Linked DNA regions of Mus musculus: region 1 is linked to region 2. Evidence: chromatin contacts called from public promoter capture Hi-C data. All regions are on one chromosome and are shown on one strand. Each heading gives the region's core, a stretch centred on a gene start, on an enhancer-like site or on the middle of the called end of the contact. The rest is flanking DNA. Distances are from core to core; before and after follow the strand shown. Region 1 overlaps Ptpn11 (protein tyrosine phosphatase, non-receptor type 11). Region 2 holds the start of Oas1c (2'-5' oligoadenylate synthetase 1C).

Region 1 (6,157 bases), core at 3,484-5,983, 330 kb after region 2:
AGAGGCTGCTCTGCACAACTCAGTCACAGAACATCTTGCTCTGGCATGCACAAATCACCCGTCTGTCTAGACTGCTGTGAATCCGCCCCAGAGAAAGCCGTGACACTCAATACCTGCGTTCTGTCGCCGTGGGCTCATCTGAAACTCCTCTGCTGCTGCATGAGGCCCACGTTCTCATAGACTCGGGCGCTGTCCTCCCTCATTCTGCAGACAGAGAAGAAGGAAGACGCTAACCTGAACTGCCATGTCCAGCTATGCTCAGACGGACCCCCTTCCCACTCTGGAGCTGACTCTCAAAACAGACATCACACACGTGAAGTGGGAAAAGCAGCAGGGGCCTCGAGTCCTTTGCCTTTTGGAGTGTGAATGGAGGGCAGGCAGCTTGGAGGGCAGGGGAGGAGTTGGGTCATGCACACAGATGGGAACGGTGGCCATTTCCCCAGAAGCATCACAAGTGAGGGCTCCGGTCACCCTAAGAGCCTTGGATGAACTAACACATCTGCGGGCCCAGCCTCCTTCTGTAAAGAACAGAATCAGCCGGTCGTGTGGGACATGAGGACAGATCCTGAGCAGCCCCAGGGCCAGGATCTGAGGTGTGCATACTACATGGGACAACAAAAAGGGTGTGGCAGAGTTGCTTGTCAGTCATGGGTGAGCTTCATAGGAAGGATGTTGGCTCCCCATCAAGTTACCACAGCTAACTGTATAAGACACCAGTGTCTCCAGTCAGCCTGCTGGGGCAGAGGAAAGCAGGAAGGGACAAGGTGACTCAGGAGAGAACACCCTTGCCACATAATTTCATTTCTGTGTTTAACAGAGAGAGAATGTAAACACAGGCCTCTATCTGCTCTCAGAGCTGCGTAGTAGAGCCAATATTAAAGTCAGCGGGGCTTTAAAAGCCCACGGCAGAAGCAAACAAGTGGGATTCCAGGGGAAGGAAAGGTAAATGTTATGGCGGAGAGCAACCTTGGGCTACAGGCAGCACAGCTGCTAGCACATGACTGGCTAACAGATACTGCCCTGCGTGTCCTACTTTAAACCAGGAGCTGCCAAAGCCCTTCTGAAGAACCAATGGGTGGTGATGACCAATGGGTGATGATGACCCTACTGGTCAGACGGCCTCTGTCAGCTACGCCTTGGGGTTTTCCTTTCCCGGGTACATGAGGGGTAAAGGGGCTACGGTGTGAGACATGTAAGCCTGAGCCCTTGCAGACATCAAGCATTGAGGTGACAGGAGGAACAGAGTGAGGTCACAGCAGACCTCAATCCTATCCTGGCCAAACAGCCCTGGAAACTGTCAGTTAAGTTGCAGGGACCTGGGTCTCCCAGAATGTGAATGTGGTTTCTACTGGAGTCCTGCTGCTCCCAGGAGCCTTCAGTGGCAGGCTATAGAGCGCCAGCTCAGAGAACTGGGGTGTTTCACCCCAACATGGCCTAAGACACTTTGACGTCACGAGTTGTAAGCAGGCTGTCTAACAGACACAGAGAATGATGTAGACAGGCATGGCCACACCGCTGGTTACATACTCTACCACCTGAGCCCTCCAAGCCGCTGCTGCACAGGGTTGTTGTCGGTGACAACAGTGAGCACCAGGGATTATTTTCCATTTTTTGTCCTAAGTTCAGTCCTACTTGGAGTCTGACTAATAGGGCCTGGGCCCTTTCTGCTTCTAAGTGGGTCTCTAGTTGAACTCACATGCTGGAAATGTCACACTTTTCTGTCACAGATGTACAAACCGTTAAGATGGCATCATACTGAATGCCTCTGGAACACAATCTTTCCTGAGATCTGAGCACTTCCATAAGAGGCAATCTCCAAGTTCAAGGTCAGAAATTTTAGTGTGTTCAGAAGGCTCTGGCTGCAGTTTGGGGCAAGCTGTCCTGTGGAGCTGAACCAATGTGCTTGAACCACCACTATATAACAGCCGTTCCTTAAAAACTGTCCTCACCACCACTGGACACCCCCTGCTGGTACTGCTTGGTGGCTCTGCTTGGTGGAAAGAACTTTGAAGCCGGGCGTTGGGGGCACATACCTTTAATCCCAGCACTTGGGAGGCAGAGGCAGGTGGATTTCTGGGTTCGAGGCCAGCCTGGTCTACAAAGTGAGTTCCAGGACAGCCAGGGCTATACAGAGAAACCCTGTCTCGAACCCCCCCCCAAAAAAAAAAAAAAGAACTTTGAGCTTTCCCTTCGTGTTTGCTGGCCACCAAGGAAAATGAGCCTCTCCTGCATGTCCGTAAGCCACCTGCAGCTTCTTTTACAGCACACCCATTCGTAATTGCTCGCCATTTCCTACTGGGATAGCTGTCCCCATGCAACTGTTGGCTTGTCAGGTTTTTGGGGTTGTTTGTTTGTTTGTCTTAAATAAGAACTCCTTTAAAAAGCAAAGCTAGCCTATGGGCTCTGGCTTTCTGACCCTTGGTTTAAAAACCCTGACTGACAGGAAGATTGGCAGATCATAGTCATGTCCACACATGAACAGAGAGTTTATTTATTCTTAAGAGTCTCCACACTGTAAGGGACAGCGCTTCCCACTGAAATAATGCTCCCTGCAAAAGGAAAATTAGATTTTCCCCAGAGAACCCTACCTAACATGCCCAGGGCCCCACAGGATCCTGGAGAGCCCATCACGTGCCTACTGGTTAGGGGCCCTGCAACCATGAGCCCTAGAGAGTCCCTGGACCCCACCGCCCCATGCACCATCAGTGGGCAGCAAGCAAGCCTGAGGAGAATACTGCAAGCAACTGCTGTTAAGCTTCTACCAGACCTACGCTGCCGCCGTATCGCTACTTACTCTGCACAGGGTGGCGTTGGGGTGCAGGGTGGCAGGGGACTCTGATCACCACTTGTCTGGTCCACCAAGGAATACTTAATATTGGTATATTCATGTCCTTTTCTTTTGCTTTTCTGAAAGTTAAGGAAAAAAAAATACAAGTAAGGAGGACTGTGGATATGATTTTTAGAAAAATACAGAAACAAAAAAGCTATTTTATCAAAAGAAAAAAAAAGAGGCAGATGGACAGGCTAGACTCTTTTTTTTTTTTTTAAGATTTACTTATTTTTATTTATATGAGCACACTGTAGCTATCTTCAGACACACCAGAAGAAGGCATCAGATCCCATTACAGATGGTCGTGAGCCACCATGTGGTTGCTGGGAATTGAACTCAGGACCTCTGGAAGAGCAGTCAGTGCTCTTAACTGCTAAGCCATCTCTCCAGCCCACAGGCCAGACTCTTAAGAACACTAACATGCTGACTAAATGGTTAGGAGCTCACGGCACCTGCAGGAGGAGTGTGCTGCAACCACAACCCTCAGAGCCCCCAGAGCTGCAAGGAACTGCTGACTGACACAGGCTAGAGGCACTACTCCTGCTTCAGCACAGAGCTCTATCACTGTGTGCAAGGATGGAAGGCACAGTAATGCACTTTATGTATTTAGCAGTATTGGCGATGGCACCCAGAGCCCTCCCACAATGTTGAGATGTGCTCAGCCATCTCAACCACAGCACCCTAAGATGAAATGGTAGGGGAAGGAAACCAACAGAGCAAACAACAGGAATGTAATCTCATCTCACCATGTATAAAGGCTCACACATGCCATGTGTGTAGAGAGCAGACAGCCCTGCAGAGTCGGCTCTCCATGCAGTGAATATCCATAACAATGCACCTGTACTGCACATGTGCAGACTTCCCTATGTTCAAGGCCTTCCTGGGCTACATGAAGACCACAGGAGGAATGAGTAGTTCTTATTCAAGGAACATGAGAATCTACAGGCTTCATGTCTAAGACCAAGTGCCCTGGGATGCTTAGGCATGGGTACACTATGTGAAGAGTCAATGGCCACTGCACACTATCCATGGATGTGCTCCCAGAGCACAGACAACAAATCCAATCAAAGTGAGGCTCCTGCGTGGCCACCCTCTTCACTCTGGACACCTTCCATTCTGGGAGACTGAGCAGCAAGGAGAGGGAGCTGTGCACATCCCCATCCCAGAACTGGGGAGGAGGGGGCAGGAAGAACAGGATTCTAACCTGCAGTGGTTATTCCTGGTTGTCAACTTGACCATATGAAATGAATGAACTCCAATCCAGAATTGGAAGGCTCACCAAGCATCCCGACTTCTACAAACTGTGATTAGGGCAGGGGCTGTTGGGGACTGTGGCAGGAGGGAGACACTGACCACAGTACATATCTTCAGACATAACATCTTCCACGGGCTCTGGAAGCCTCATGCCCAGCACTGGACTGGACAAGGTAGAGCAAACTTGAACTCTGCTGAGAGTAGACTCCACCACCTCAGCATGCACTGTGGGGTGCTGGGCACACTAACCAACTAACCATGACAATCATCCCATAGCATTTCCACACACAAAATACACTGTACACTCTCAATACATAGACACAGTATTTTTGTTTTGAGGCAGAGTCTCATTATATAGCCCTGACTGGCCTGGAACTCACAGAAATCCCCCTGCCTCTGTGTCTCTGCACTATAGGAATTAAAGGCATGTGCCACCATGCCCAGCTAGCCTTGATTCTGTAAGTTCCCAGTGAAGAAACCTCACCATCATCTTCTCAAGAGGCAGAGCTGACCTGACTGTCCTGAATCAACTTAGCCCTAAGGTACTGGAGTGGTGCAGAAGGGCCTGGCACAGCACAGCCTGAGTCTCAGCTGCAGGGTGCAACTGACAGCTCCTGGAATGTCCCAAGTATGGAGCAAGAGCAATAGTATGACATAGAAACTATTCCAGATGAAAGACAGGAAACAAACATGAATGCTATACACACCATGTGACCCTGACCACAGCAAGACAAACTGGAAAAATCTGAATGTGGAGTATGGCCTACTTTAGCTTTTTGAGTTGTGTTTATGTCTGTGTGTGCACATGAGGAAGTCACCATGAGGTGTGTGTGTGTGTACTCGCGCACACACACACATGCACTGGATCCCTTAGAGGTGGAGTTACCTGCAGTTTTGAGCCCTCTGCCATCATGTCCTCTATAAAAACAGTGTGTATCCTTAACCTCTGAGCTGTATTTCCAAGACATATGTTTAATTTCTTGTTTGGTTGTGGTTTTATCAAGAAAAGGTCTAACATAGCCCAGGCTAGACTGGAATTCCCAGCCTTCTTGCCTCAAGCTACATAAGTGCTCACACATGCTGGGCAAGCTTGTGTGCTGTACTGGGATGGACCCCAGGAGCCTAGTAAATGCTCACACGCTGGGCTCCAGCCCTGACCTGCAGATTATACAGAGCTTTCAATTTGCTCCCCCAACTTAGTAACTGAATCATGATGATGTAACAGAACATCTTTTTTTAAAAAATATATACCAATGCACTTAGAAGCAAAGAGGTACAGACTCATGTAAGTTATAAACATTCCCTTTTTAAATATTATGTATATTAAATAAAGTTTGAAGAAAAAAATAAATGCTTGTGTTCAGAAGTTGAGTAAAAGAAATACCACGCACTCCACACACTGCTTTTGCAAATAAAGTACTTACTAATATAAATGGAAAATTAAAAAAAAAAAAAAAACAAAAAAAAAACCTCTCAACAAATCTGCAGTGGCACAGCTGGGCACTGGTGGTGCCACTTTTGATCCCGGTGCTTGCGGGGCAGAGGCAGGCAGATCTTTGTGAGTTTGAAGCCAGCCTGGTCCACAGAGTAAGTTCCAGGATAGCAAGGGCTGTACAGACAAAGAAACTCTGTCTTGAAATAACAAACAAAAAGCCCTGCAGCACAAGAGGCAGTCTTAATAAGCCACTCAGGACTGTCCCTACGGTGCTCTGTCCCGTTCTCTGCTCGCCCCTCTGTGTATCTCTTTCTTGCTGGCCCGCTTCCTCTGTTTCACTCCGCCTCTTTCCCCACGGTTCTCCACCCAACTGCCACTTTGTTTTCATTTAGCAATTCTTTTACTCCCAAAGGGCTTAACTCATCCAAAGTTGGAAGATGGCTACATTTTGAACTAATTCATTATACTAAATGAGTTTTGTCCTGTTGCTTAATTTAAGAATCCGCTGGGCTTGGGCTGGAGCCATATAGTGCAGTGGTTAAGGACGCAAGTGCTTCTGCAGATGAAAGCTAAGTTCCCATCAGCAACCCTGGGCAGTGCACATCCTGGTGCAAGGGGTCTGATTCCTCCTCCTTCTA
Region 2 (5,617 bases), core at 2,820-5,319:
GTGCCATAGCTGGGATGCACATGAGGACACTGGGCACAGAGCAGGTAGGTAACTCACACCCCACTAAGGACTGCAGTCTGGCTTCTGAGAGTCCTCTCCCACCCCATCCCAATGAGCTCAGGCTAATGGGACTCACCATCACAACCCTGGAGACCCTCACAGGATGGGCGGCACCTTGGAAGCATCTCTCCTTCAGGAAAGCACTTATGGAGTCGATGTCTGCTCTGAGCTCAGTAAGGAAGGTGGTGTCAGGAAAGAGGTAATCACATATGAACTCGTCCAGCTCCCTGGCTTGGATGCTGCAGAGACCATTCTCCATCCTGAGGCCAGGAGTGTTTGCTGACTGCAGCCTTGCCTCATGAGTCAGCTGCCCCTTATATCCATAGCTGCTTTCTCTTCCCAGGAAGGGCGGGGCTATGCAAATCAGACCTCTGCACAGGCCACCTCTGGCTCCTGGGCTCCCTGACCCTCTGGGGTCTGTTTACCTGCTGGCATTTCTTTGGATTGTCAAACCCTCATCACAGCAGGCTGTGAACCAGGAGGCATGAAGCATCCTAAACATAGTTTCTGTTGTTCCTCCTTCTTGATCTTGAATTGTTACTAAAGAAAAATCATTTGATTGCCTTCTAGATTTTTAACAACAGAACACACACAGATAAACACACACACACTCACACTCACACACACGTCAGTAAAACATGAAGATCAAGTTAGATAAATCCAGAAAATGGTAGGCACCCATTTCAGCACAGCTGTGGTGGATTTGTCACAGGTCCTTGCTGGATATTGTAATCTGCAAGGTCCTGGCTAGCTTCTAGTTCAGACTTAGTGCCTCACAGTTCTTTGGGTTCTCAGATGCACACCCATGATGTGGCTATCGTCCAAGGCCTAATCCAAACCAATCTTTCTGCCCTTTACTCCCACCTCTGTCTGTCCGTCCATAAAGGACAAAGGCCACTGCCAAAGGCTTCAGAACCCTTCTGTGCACAGTGCTCCATGCAGCCATTGCCAAACAGCCAAGAGGGGAGGCAGACCCCTTATCCTGGCATGAGACACGCCTACCAGGCCAGCATAGGACACGCCTACCAGCATAGGACACGCCTACCAGGCCGAGAATTTTCATTAACACTGGGACTCCTGAGCAGGCTAATTGTTCTTTTCTCTCAGTTACTACGCAGACTGCAAAGGGTGACATGGCAGGAAACGCTGTTCCCACAGACATCATTCCCTCACGTTGGCCAGGTCCTTATTCTGTCTCTGACATTAAGATTTTGGGACATCCCCAAGGCCTTGCAGTTGCATTATCCATGAAGAACCCTGACCTGTGGCACAGGCTTCAGCAACATCATCCCACATGCCTGCCCTATACTTGGGCTCTGGTGTACAACACCCATCCAAGACGATGCTCCTGAGCTGGGGAGGGTACACCCCCACCCCCACCCCCACCCCCAACCCCACCCCACGAGGAGGCTGGGAAAAAGCAGGAGAGGCAGGCTCAAGCCAGGAGGAAGTGTTGAATGTGTCTAGTCCATAGAACTCTCAATCTCCAGCAAGCCATGGGTTTTTTGTTTGTTTGTTTGTTTGTTTTTGTTTTTGTTTTTTTAAATCCTGAGTGGGAGCTGGAGGTGAGCTGAGTCTGGGCCCAATCAGGCCAGATAGAGCTGACACAGTGTGGGCGGGGTCATGGGGCTCATGAAGAAAGCAGTGTGTCCCAGCAGAAGCTGGCTATGTGGCCAAGAGGGTGGTTCAGGGTCTTAAACCTTGTCATCTGGGCACTCCCAGACTCAGTCAGGCTTTCAGGGGCATTGATCTCACTGGGCTTAATGATACTCGCTAGGATACGGGGGGAAGGAGGGCGGCGGAGTAGAGATGAGCTGGACACACTATAATCCCAGCACGGAGGCAGGGAGATTGCTGCAAGTTGAAGGCTAGCCTAGCCTATGAGACTGTCTCCCAAACCAAGAACAAAAAGGGTCACTGAGTCACTGAGATAGCTCAGAGGGCACAGGTGTTTGTCACCAAGGCTGGTGGCCTGAGTTTGGTCCCCAGGACCTACGTGGTGGAAGGAGAGAGAGCCGACTTCTACATGCTGTCCTCTGACCTCACATACTCACACACAGGAAATAAATGTATAGACTATCTAAAGCACGATTAGCTTGGTGCTCCCCCAGATCTGCTCAGGACTCTCAGCTGGCCTCCCGTCCTCCCATCCTGGCACTTGTGGGAGGGGCCTTCAGCATCCCAGTTCCCTCAGAATCCACCATGCCTCCCAATGAGGCCAAGAAGATTGTACCTGGGGTCTGGGGAGATGGCTCAGAGGAGGGCCAGGCACTGGATGCTCTTGCAGAGGACCTGGGCTCACTTCCCAGATTTATTTGGTGGCTCACAAAAACCAACAACAATTTGTTGTTGTTTATTTTTCAAGACGGGATCTCACCACTGAGCTCTGACTATCATGGAACTCACTCTGTAGACCAGGCTAGCCAAAAAAAAAAAAAAAAAAAAAAAAAAAAAAAAAAACACAGAGGTCCAACTTCCTCTGACCCCAGAGTGCTGGGATCAAAGGCCTGTGACACTACACCTGGCTGACCAAAAGGAATTTAAAGCAGCTGACACTTTGTGCTGAGGGCTCACCTCTGACCTGGAATGACACAACTTTGGTCAGTGGAACTTCCCGCTCCTGTTTCTTTAAGGAAAGAACTGTGTTACTGCCCAGAGTGTGCTCTCAGCCACAGCATTGGGCAGGATCCTTTTTTTTTTTTTCCATTCATTTCTTCATCTGTTTTAGGGTTTTTTCCCCCTCACACTCTGGAGTGAATCCAGCTGTAGTGTAGCCCAGGATGGACCAGCCTCCACTATCCATCCTCCTGCATCAGCCTCTGCCTGCTGAACTGCTAGGGCCACCCACAATGCTGTTTTTCTTCCCTGTTTTCCTGCATGTGAAGGGCTAATGACCTAGAAGCCCCAGGCAGTCTGAGTGACTCCCTGCAGGAGGAGATATGGTGCTGATGTCAGTGTGCAGTGAGGATCAGGGAGGCCAACGGGGTAAGCACCCCACCAAAATCCACCAGCTTGGGGAAGCAGGACTAGGTCTGCAGACCCCCAAAGGTCCCATTTCCACCCTAATCCCCTGGAGCTCCCTGTGCCCGGTGAGCAGTCTCCACTAGCAATGGCTTCCTTCCTGGAGATGCATAAAGGCCAATCCTGCTCTTGCAGAAGGCCAGACTCTTTATTTCCTCATCGAAGTACATCCTGGTTAATGCTCGGGTGTGCACATGTGAGTATACACTTGTTTGTGTATTTGTGTGCATATGTGCACAGGCAAGCTCAGGAGTGTATTTAGTGTGTGCATGCCCTGTGCGTGTGCATGTGAATGTGTGTGTGTGTGTGTGTGTGTGTGTGTGTTTGGGACCTGCCATGTCAGTTCTCAGAATTGGAACTGGAAGCACAGCCCGAGCTCTTAAACTCTGAGCCCTCTCTCTGCCCTCTAAACAAGAGATGAGAAGATGGAGGCAGGGGTTGGAGGGCATCAAACTGTTTTGATGAGGCCTTGGGTATGTCACCCAAAGGTGATTTTCAACCTTGCCAGGGCCCTGAAAGACAGCTCATTTTAATAGTCACTGCTGACCTGTACTGTCCCCAGCTTGGTGGTACGGCCTGTACTTCACCCTTGGGGATGCCCAGACCCCACCCTCACCCAGACCCCCTGCACCACAGGGGAAAATGTAGGGTGTGAGTAGGAGAGGGGGCTTCTGGGAAGTCTGAGCTTTCTGTTAGAATTGTCTGTAATCCTAGACCTGCAAGTCCAGAGGTAAAGGAAAAACAAAACCTGGGGAGGTGCTGTTCTTAAAAAGAAAAAAAAAAAAAGCAGTTCCGCCTAAAACGTTTGCAGGAGATGGAAGCCGAGCTCAGGAGCCACCAGCCACCTTCTGTGGTTTCCTGATTCCGTTTCCCTTCTTCTACGTGCACAGATTGTTCCTAAAACGTACCGTGTAACAGCCTTTTTTCCAGAAGAAATCCCGAGAAAGCCAGGTCAGTTTCCTTACACATTCTTCCCTGGGCCGGATCTTAAGAAAGCTCAGGCTTGGATGGGGAGGTACCTGTTCAGAAGCCCTAACGCCATTGGCTGCTCGGGCCTGGATGATTTGCATATCCGCGCCCTTCCCGGGAAATGGAAACTGAAAGTCCCATTTCTGCTTCAGCCAGCCTAGGAGACACAGGACCTGCTGGCTGCAGAGGTAAAAGCTGGACCTAGGATGGAGCAGGATCTGAGGAGCATCCCGGCCTCGAAGCTTGATAAGTTCATAGAGAACCATCTCCCGGACACCAGCTTCTGTGCTGACCTCAGAGAAGTCATAGATGCCCTGTGTGCTCTCCTGAAGGACAGATCCTTCCGGGGCCCCGTCCGCCGAATGAGGGCCTCTAAAGGGGTCAAGGTGAGCCTTCCTCAGCCTGAGCTGGCCGAGATGAGGTGGGACAGGACTTTCAGAAGCCAGGCTGCAACCCTGATCCCTCCTCTTAATTCTGATCACAGCTGGCGATGGGTTCTTCCCCCCAAGTCCCACATCTGTATTGGAGAAGGAGCCTCAGCTACAGTTTATGTTCCCCACTCCCAGGCCATGTCCATTTCAGAGTCGGGGAAACTGAGGCCCAGAATGGCAAAGCAGTTTTCTGGAAAGTGGAGGGGCAGGTGGTGGGGCAGTGGTAATACAACCTTTGCACTGCTGTGTGACTTAGGGTAACTTAACTACCTTCTCCATGTCCAGTGTTCCACGCCCCAGGAATGATAAGGTCACATAGACTAAGTCAAATGTGACACGGAGGACAGACCAGGACTCGCCTGCTATGTGACTGGATTGATGGACCCTCTCTGGACTCGGTTCCCGGGCTGTCTGTCAAATCACATTTCATGACACTGGTACTTAACTCTCAGACTCTGTGAAGGGTGCAGAAATGAAGTTGTTTTCTTGTTTTCAGTTGACTGTATTTCTACATTTTTAGTTGTGAGTGGGGCTCTGTATGTGTTAGTGCAGGTTTGGTCAGAATTGAAAAGGGGGTGTCAGATCCCTTAGAGCTGCAGTTACATAGGTGGCTCTGAGCTGGCCTGCTTGGGTGCTGGGAACTAAACTGAGGTCATCAGCAGGAACAGCAGGCAGTTTTAGCTACTGACCCACCTCTCCATCCGGAGATGTGACAATTTGTAATGCCCTCTCTCAACAGTAGCTGATGCTCATGTGTGTTAGTGATGATTCTAAGCATTTTATTTAGGGAGGCTTTGTTCAGCATGAATTCTTCTTTTTATGATATTTGTTTTACAGACTTGGATCACCTTTATTGTTTTTTTCAGTTTCTCTATGATGTTATATGTTATTCTATATCACACAAGGCCATCTTCTCTTTAATGATGTCACTTGCGCATATTTCCTCCCAGCTAACAATGCCAACCATGGGACTATGGCTACATTCTCATATATCTGTATTAATTTAGTCATAGTCTCCTTCCAATCTCTACTATCCTTTACCTCCCACCAGACCCTCCCCAGAGATTCACTCTCTGATGGTATGTCACATGTGTGCAGCTAATGTGGGCACTGCATGAGTGCTACTGTACCCTTCC

What was found. Promoter capture Hi-C pulls out the DNA fragments that hold promoters and counts their contacts.
Region 1: a promoter capture Hi-C map of the HPC-7 cell line shows a contact between it and region 2, with 2.9 times the contacts expected there. The contact joins the enhancer-like site here to the promoter of Oas1c in region 2. A contact is called at or near these places in 5 of 39 promoter capture datasets (the 3T3-L1 cell line, 3T3-L1-derived adipocytes, the HPC-7 cell line and 1 more), 2 of 115 datasets of contacts at active chromatin or transcription factors (the NIH/3T3 cell line and trophoblast stem cells) and 1 of 9 other capture datasets (embryonic stem cells).

What each region holds. Positions count from the first base shown.
Region 1 is chr5:121,134,623-121,140,779 of GRCm38.p6, forward strand. It overlaps Ptpn11 (protein tyrosine phosphatase, non-receptor type 11), which reads right to left. Exons shown (of 16, transcript NM_001109992.1): 14 at 2,795-2,907; 15 at 114-204. The coding sequence ends at 135. Among named protein-coding and RNA genes, the nearest start is that of Ptpn11, 54 kb to the right of the region's middle. Within about 2 kb of position 4,734, at least 10 of the 459 cell types and tissues checked have an H3K27ac peak or open chromatin away from gene starts, as enhancers often do.
Region 2 is chr5:120,808,445-120,814,061 of GRCm38.p6, forward strand. Oas1c (2'-5' oligoadenylate synthetase 1C) reads right to left here and starts at 4,070. Exons shown (of 7, transcript NM_033541.4): 1 at 3,990-4,070; 2 at 137-600. The coding sequence starts at 319. It also overlaps the pseudogene Oas1b.